Regions from separate parts of the Rattus norvegicus genome. Here regions 2 and 3 are each linked to region 1. Evidence: chromatin contacts called from public Hi-C data. All regions are on one chromosome and are shown on one strand. Each heading gives the region's core, a stretch centred on a gene start, on an enhancer-like site or on the middle of the called end of the contact. The rest is flanking DNA. Distances are from core to core; before and after follow the strand shown. Region 1 holds the start of Sfswap (splicing factor SWAP). Region 2 holds the start of Zfp11 (zinc finger protein 11). Region 3 holds the start of Nipsnap2 (nipsnap homolog 2).

Evidence for each region. A called contact is a pair of places that touch in the nucleus more often than the background predicts.
Region 2: a Hi-C map of hepatocytes shows a contact between it and region 1, with 1.5 times the contacts expected there. The contact joins the promoter of Zfp11 here to the promoter of Sfswap in region 1. A contact is called at or near these places in 2 of 12 Hi-C or Micro-C datasets (hepatocytes and liver).
Region 3: a Hi-C map of hepatocytes shows a contact between it and region 1, with 1.8 times the contacts expected there. The contact joins the promoter of Nipsnap2 here to the promoter of Sfswap in region 1. A contact is called at or near these places in 3 of 12 Hi-C or Micro-C datasets (Schwann cells, frontal cortex and hepatocytes).

What each region holds. Positions count from the first base shown.
Region 1 is chr12:32,814,780-32,817,479 of GRCr8, reverse strand. It overlaps Sfswap (splicing factor SWAP), which reads left to right and starts at 1,448. Exons shown (of 19, transcript NM_001400984.1): 1 at 1,448-1,824. The coding sequence starts at 1,607. LOC134481178 (a long non-coding RNA gene) reads right to left here and starts at 1,582. Exons shown (of 2, transcript XR_010056506.1): 1 at 1,449-1,582.
Region 2 is chr12:32,663,071-32,665,770 of GRCr8, reverse strand. Zfp11 (zinc finger protein 11) reads right to left here and starts at 1,348. Exons shown (of 3, transcript NM_001408756.1): 1 at 1,321-1,348.
Region 3 is chr12:32,578,988-32,581,687 of GRCr8, reverse strand. Nipsnap2 (nipsnap homolog 2) reads left to right here and starts at 1,385. Exons shown (of 10, transcript NM_001394370.1): 1 at 1,385-1,501. The coding sequence starts at 1,425.

The DNA.
Region 1 (2,700 bases), core at 199-2,698:
TACATAGAAAGTTTCCTGCTCTTATAGAAACATAGTAGTTATGGCAAACAAGTATTTTCTTATCATTCCTCAGTATGTATCATATTAATGTCTAGATTTTTTATGTTAGATTAACTTTAAAAATTGCTGATGGAGTCGGGGTGATGGTCAAGCAATGCCTTTAATCCTAGCAGTTGTGAGGGAGAGGCAGGATGATCTCTGAGTTGGAGGCCAGCTTGGTCTACAGAGCAAATTTTAGAACAGTCAAGGCTACAAAGAGACACTGTCTGCTGGTGTGTGTGTGTGTGTGTGTGTGTGTGTGTGTGTGTGTGTGTGTGTGTGAGTGTGAGTGTGCATGCGTGTGCGCCCTGAGTTACTTTACTTAAAAATCATTAAATGAGTTTTGGCTTTAGGTTTAAGACGTCTCTGCAAAGTAACCTTCTCCACATCATAACTGTTTTACTTAGTATACCTTCTAGTCCGTGTACATGTTCATATGCATGTGCGCAGTGTGTACACAAATGCACATGGAGGCCAGAGGTCAATTGTTTCCCTAAATCGCCATCCACTTTTTAAAAACATAGTTATTTATTGGGGGGAGGGGCTACGTGCTCGAAGTCCTTCTCTCCTTCCATCATGTCGAATTCGATCTAACTCGAGTCGCCTACACACATACACACAAAATAAATAAGTTAAACTAAAACGAAAAGGGCTGCAGATATAAACCAGTGATAGTGAGGCCCTGGGTCTATGTTCAGAGCTGAAAGAAATACAGAGTTTTTTTCTTAAGGACCATTGGTGTTCTCTCCGGTCCGACTCTGAACCAATCATCTGGGTCAGACACCAGAAAAACTGCAGCCCAGCAGAGTTCATGTCGATAATACTAGCATCTTAACTGAGCTAGGACTGCCAGAGTTCCAGGCCAATTTGGGTCACAATTGACATCCTGTATTTTAAAATAGAAAAAAAGGATCTGCTTCCCAGAAGGAAACATCCCGTCTCGCTGTTTCCTAGCTGGAGTTTTCCTCCGCCACTGAAGCTCCTAGCCATTGAAAGCCCGCCACCTCGAATATTTAGGGCTCACAAGTCTTGGAAGCTTCCTCAGTCAGATGACTAGGGCTAGGCTTCCTAGTGATCTAAAAAACGGGATGTCAGAAATGAGCAAAAGCCCGTTGGTCTCACTAAGAAAGCTGAGACGCGCTCTCAACGAGATCCCACTTTGCCTACACACCTCGCAGCCGCCTTCCAGCTACAGCGGAAGTTGGCGCGCGGCCACAAACCGCGCTTTCGCCACATCGTAGGAGGTCTCCAAAAAAAGCATAAGTAAAATTTTCTCATAAACACAAATTACTATCTCAAGATAAAATTGTACAACGAAAACTAAGGTCTACGTATTTTTTAGCTATTCAAACGGCTTGTGATCGTGGCGAATCTACCACTACTACTTCCGGAAAGTGCGGGCTTCCTACCGGAAGTTGCGTTTCCTCCATTTTGTGGCTCGCTATGGCGGCTGTGTTGAAGTTACGAAGAGGATGCGGCGCCTTTGACTGAGAGGGTAGGCCAGGCGAGGCATCAGGGACGTTGTTCGGCACAGCAGCAGACCGGCCCGGACGTCGTGGACGCTGTCATGTACGGTGCCGGCGGGGGCCGCGCCAAGGCGGAGAGGAAAGGCGGAGTGAAGGAGGAGGCCGGGCCCGGTGGCACCGGCACTGGGGGCAACCGGGTGGAGCTTCTGGTTTTCGGCTATGCCTGCAAGTTGTTCCGCGACGACGAGCGGGCTTTGGCCCAAGAACAGGGACAGCACCTCATCCCCTGGATGGGGGACCACAAGATCCTCATCGACAGGTCGGTTCCTCCCCCCACCCGTCGACCCTCCCCTCCCTCGCCCGCTTGATTTCGCCTGATGTTGACTTGATGGCCAGGACCGAAAAGGGGGTTTTGCGGAGCCCGGGGACTCGGGGGCCTCCCTGCCCCCACGTTCCCCGGCGTCCGGGGGGAGGGGACGGTGAAACCGGCCCTAAGGCTCCGGCCAGAGCTGGCGCCGCGCCGTCGCCGGAGGGATCGACTCTGCTCCCGCAACCCCTCGAGCCCGGGCTGCTGCTGGCGACTCAGCGCGGTGGAAGCTGCCCGGGCCTCCCGCCCGCGCCGTGGGGCGGGTGCCGCTGTCCCTCCGCTGGCTGTGCGGGAGGGAGCCCGGGAGTGCGCTTTTGTTCCTCCGAAACGCCGCACGCCGAGGCCGTGGGTAGAAGCTTCTTTTGGACCCCGTGAGTTAGCCTGAACTGTCTCTGGCCGGCTTGACTTTTGGCGTCCGGCGAGCCCTTCCCCGCGGTTATGCGACCATTTGACCAACCGCGGTAGTGGGTGAAGTTGCTGTCTGTTGGAAGCCGGTCGACCCCGTGCGGACCTTGCTCTTAGGGGTAGCGTGCTTAGAGCTGGTTTCACTGTTTTCTAAAACTGAAGGGTGGAGCTGGGTTTACCTTTGTGTTGTTTCTTTTCAAATCACATCCACTGAAGGGCACCCTGAGTTGAGGGTAAAGGGGTGGGAATGTGGATTTCTGAAGGTGTTTGATTTGAAAAGAATGGCATTACATGATTGGGTGGTTTGCTCCCCACCTACCTCTCTTCTCATTTTTTCAGTCCCTCTTTCCTCCTCCACCATCCCGGGTTTGGGTATTTGTCCTTCCGTTGGGCAATAGTGCTTCTGGGGCCAGGACTGAAAGG
Region 2 (2,700 bases), core at 99-2,598, 150 kb after region 1:
CGTGTGTAAGCACATCCACAGGGTAGTTTGAGGTAGAAAAGCTAAAAGTGACAGGTCCCTGTACAGTCCCAGAAAGTGTTTCTGGTATATACTTCCAGGAGCTACAAAAAAGCATGAGCTCTAATTTCTTTGCAACAGTAATTTAACCCCAGACTGGGAGCTCTTATCAAAAAGTTAAACCAGCTCTCAGGAAGCATAAAAGAGAGAAAAGAAAAGAAAAGAAAAGAAAAGAAAAGAAAAGAAAAGAAAAGGACAGACAGACAGACAGACAGGCAGAAAAAAAAAAAAGCCTCCGGGCCAGCATGGGCTACCTGGAGAGACGTCATTAGAAGGAAAAGGGGGGCGGGGCGGGGAGGTTCTAGGGAACATAAACATGGGGAGGGGCAGCCCTTGGGAACTATTGGTAAGATGGCAAATTGACTATATGAATTTTTAAATAATGTGAAAGCTCTACATAAAGAAGTTAAAGTTGACTTACTATATGACCCAAAAGTCATAGTACAGAGTAAGTACACCAGGACAAGGACACAGTTATAATATTATAGTAGCCAAGATATGTAAACAAACGCAATGTCTTCAGATAAAATATACCAAACGTTCCCCCTATCCACTTGGTATCCAGCCTTAAAAGCTGCGGGCTCACAGATCCGCCCTAGGGCAGAATTCCAGGGACCTTAACAACTCCTATCCTGAAACCTGGCACCGGTAGCATTTATTATCTGCACTTGAGATCCGAAGTACTGAAATCCGGTACCGAAAAAAAAAAATAATAATAAAAGACCCATCACCTCTGAAATCAGCCAGGGGAAAGCTCAACCCAAAGATTTCGTGCTAAAATGTCTGTGCCTAGGGAGAAGTGTGACGTGAAAAGTTTTACCAGGAGTCCCGTGCTTTCTGCACCGGCGCAAAGTCCACGAACACAAAACAAGTTCTTTCAAATTGCCACCTGGTGTGCACCGGGGGGAGAAATATAAAAAGCACAGAGTCTGTTTGAAATCTACACGGGGACAGCTTAATGTGAAGACAGGAAACTGGCATGGAAAAGTCTTAGGAAGTCACTGTCCTGAATGGACGCTGCCAGTGATGTAGGAAGCTCAGGAGAAGGGGGCGCGGACCCCAGCCCAAAGCTTTTCTCGGGCAGAACTTGCACACGGGGAGTCGGGGTGTCCCCAGTATCCCGCCATCGGGCTGCCAGACTTGTGCCCTCGCCGCGAGCCGAAAGAGCCGCCCCAGAAGGAGTCGACCCGGGACTCGCCTCCAACCCTGCACGGCTGCAGCTACAGCAAAACCTCCTGGCTCTGAGGCCGGGCCCCGACTCACCATGTCCGGATTCCGGAACGGATCGTTTCCGCGGTGTTCCATTCCGGGGTGTCCGGGTTCTCCCGTCTCCGGTTTCCGCAGGGTTCCATTCCGGGGTATCTGGGTTTCCCGGATCTCCGGGTTACACGGTGAGCCGTTCCGGAGTGTTTGGGTTCCGACTTGTCTAGGAATCCTCCCCGTGAGTCCAAGTTGTGAGGGCACAGGCTGACCGGCAAAAGCTGGACCGGAGATGCAAATAGGAAACGGACTCCAATGTCGGTGGCAACCCACACAAGGCTCGCCTAGGTTGGAGCCTGTCTCCATGGCAGTTCTCAAGCTAGAGGTCCTGAATGGAGACCACTTCTGGGCTTTCCACAGCCTTGCTTGACAGTGCAATCATTTCCAAGCTGAGTAGGGACAAAAATGATAGGTTTTGCTGTATAGATTATTTTTAGCAATTCTCTTCAATGCAATTGAATTTTTAGCAATTCAATTTCGTACAATGTATTTTGACCGATCTACTCCTGTATCTTTTGCATGTCCATATAGTAGCTTCAAATCTCTATTAGATATGAATTAAATATCATAGCATGGCAACATGACTCCCACTTTGTTCTGGAAAGAATACTCTGATAGACACAGAATCCTGTATTGATATTCTTTTTCTCTGACTTTATACATGTAACTTTGTTTTTTATGTTGTTTGTTTGTTTGTTGAGACAGGGTTTCTCTATGTATCCTTGGCTGTCCTGGAACTCTGTAGACCATGCAGGCTTCAAACTAAGAAATCTGCCTGCCTCTGCCCCTGAGTGCTGGGATTAAAGGCATATACCACCGCCACTGGCTTCATTTTTTTTAAGATTTATTTTTATTTATATGAGTACCCTGTAGCTGTCTTCAGACACACCAGAAGAGGATATTGAATCCCATTACAGATGGTTGTGAGCCACCATGTGGGTTCTGGGAATTGAACTCAGGACCTCTGGAAAAGCAGTCAGTGCTCTTAGCTGCTGAGCCATCTCTCCAACCCCCCCCCCAGCTTCATTTTTTTAATTTCTATTACTGATTTCATATTTCTGTAACTGAGATCATAGGTTGCCTAGATATGTGTTGATTTTGCTGGTTTCTTTCTTGGTTTTCGGTTAATCTTTGAATGTTTCCAGTTTAGCTATGGTGTAACTATGGTCACTATTGCTGCGAAACACCATGACCAAAGCACCTGGGGGAGGAAAGTGTTTCTTTTCCTTATACTTCCACAGCACTGTTCATCACTGAAGGAAGTCAGGACAGGAACTGAAAAAGGACAGGAGCCTGAAGGCAGGAACTGATGCAGAGGCCATGGTGGAGTACTGTTTGCTGGCTTGATCAGCTTACTTTTTTCATATAATCCGGGACCACCAG
Region 3 (2,700 bases), core at 136-2,635, 240 kb after region 1:
ATACACAGCTCATTGGTAGAGCACATGCCTAGCATATACCAGGCCCTAAGTACATTGGGAAAGGAGGAGAGCACAGGACTAAAGAACTGATGAAAATCCAGAGCAAAATGGCAATGGGGGTGAGGTGGGGATGCAGAAAAAAGGGAGGTCTAATGCTAAATAGCACAAAAGCAGAGTCATCAAAGAAATGCGTAAATGCAAGAGAGTTGAAACTCTTAACATACAAAGTTGAGTCAAGTGCAGTAATGTATACCTATGACCCCAGCACTGAAGTGGTGGGGGCAGGAGAACTGAGAGTTTGAGGCTATCCTGGATGAATAATGATCCTGTTAATAAACGAACTGAGTATGACGGCTCATGCAAGTAACCTCAAGATCCAGGAGGGTAAAACTAGAGGACCCAAGAACAGGACCCAAGAGTGTTTGTACACTTTGCCCTTGTGTTTGTACACTTAACTCTTGAGATTCTTCTAAACCCTCGGAGTATAACTTGTCCGATGCTCTGAATAAAGGCTATTGCTTGAGACTTTAGTCCACCTCACTTTTAGGCTCCATTCTCCCAGGTTCCATTCCCCCTCAGGAGTGGTTAACCATCGCTGTGAGGCTGGATTGGGCTCCACATAAAGACCCTGTCTCAGCTAACTTGGGAAGTTCACGGCAGTTCACAACTGTCTGCAACTCCAGTTCCAGGGGTCCCACACCCTCACACAGACATAGGTGCAGGCAAAACACTAGTGATGCGCATAGACTAGGAAGAGAAATTTTAAAAAGATAAAGAAAACCATACCTCTTGAACTTCAAGATTACAGGTGGTAGAGAATCACCTCCCATCCCACTTCTTACCAGAAACTCACAGGCAGCCACCAATCTGTCTCTTGACCTTTGCTACTTGCTCCCCATTTCTCTGCTTCCTCGGGATCTAGCTCTGTTTCTGCCTACTCTTGTCTTGCTGAAGTTTCATGCTTGTATCCGTAGTTCTTTTATTATCCTCACAGAGTACATTTTCCCCTAGACCAGAGGTTCTCGGCTTTCCTGGTGCTGCTACACTTTAACACGTTCGTCATTTTGTGGGGACCTTCAACCATAAAATCAGGCTCTGGATTCTCCCATGCACAGTTCTATTCCTTTCTCGTGGATCTCCCCGTGGACAATCCAGCGCCAACCAGGTTCCTTTCTCACACCCATCTTGGGACACTGAGCTCCCCTCGCAGATCTAAGCTTATCTTCAACAACTACTTGGCGCGCCCCCTGGCGGCAGCCCCGAGGCTGCACGCTGCTCCCCCTAGCGGCCGCGCCCCTGCACTACAGCGGCCTAGCGCCCTGCCCCGCCCCGCCCCAGCCTGGTCGGCCCGGCCGGGGGAGGGGTCGCGGCAGCGGCGGCGTCAGCGACACCGAGGCGGTAGGAGCTTCAGGCTCCGGAGCAAGATGGCGGCGCGGGTGCTGCTCGCGCGAGGAGGCCTGCTGCGGCCAGCCGCCCCCGGCAGCTTCCTGCCCGGGCTCCGGTGAGCAGCGCCGCCCTTTCCGGGGCCCGGCCGGGGAGGGGCCGCCGTGGGGCGAAGGGCGCGGGGTCCCCGGGGCGGGGAGGGGACGCCGGGGGCCGGCCTCCGAGTCCCAGGCGACGGAGGGTTGGCGTGGCTGCAGCGCCTTCCCCGGGCCCCTTGGGGCTCAAGGTCACGGTCCTGCCGGCGCCGCCCTTGCCGGGGACGCCCGGGATCGCGGGCCATGTCCGCCCGCAGCCTCCGCGCGCTGCGCCCCCCGCAGTAGCGATGCCTCGCCCCAGGTCGCGAAAGAATGGCGGGTTCCCCCCAGGGAAGCTGCACCCCGAGGTCCCCACTCGGGACAGCCCTTAAATTTGAAAGCGGAGTGGATTAAAAAAAAAAAAAAAGTAACCGACGGTGGCGGAGTTCGCAGTTGAAACTTTTTCTTCTCCTAACCTCGGTGGAGTCTGTTCGGTTGTGTCCACCTGTCACCTTGACATCCCCACGTTTATTAAGTAACGAAAGGCCATCCGAATTTCCAGATTTGTTTTCCCTTCTTGCCTTCCTTTGTATTGTTTTTCATCTCTAAACTGTTTTCAGGATTTATATATATTTTTTTATGTATATAAGTGTTTGCCTACCTGGACGTCTATTACATATGTGCCTGGGGCAGCCAGAAGGTTTTGGATCCCCACTACCGGAGTTACAGCCTGTTGGGAGCCGCCATGTCGGGGTTGGGAATGGAATCCTCTGCTAGAGCAGCAAGTGTTCTTAACCCCTGAGCCATCTCTCCAGCCCCTATTTATTTATTTGTTTATTTGTTTATTTATTTGTTTGTTTATTTATTTATTTATTTATTTATTTATTTATTTATTTATTTATTTATTTGAGACAAGGTCTTGCTACATATATCCAGGCTGGCCTCGAACTTTCTGCAAACCTTCTGCTTCAGACTCGGAAGTACTGTAGTTTCAGGTGTGCACTACCGAGGCCAGCCTTGGCTAACTGAAATGTTGCCTTTGTTTTTTGTTTTTTGGGTTTTTTTTTTATATCTCTGCGTGCATGCACACGTGTGTTTGTAATTGATTTTTCTCCCACCAAGTGGGTCTGGGAAATTGTAGTTCATCAAACTTAGAAGCCAGTTTCTTTACCCCTTAAGCCATCTCAACAGCCCCGGAACTTTTCTTAAGATTTGTTTGTATGAGTGTTTTTACCTGCATATA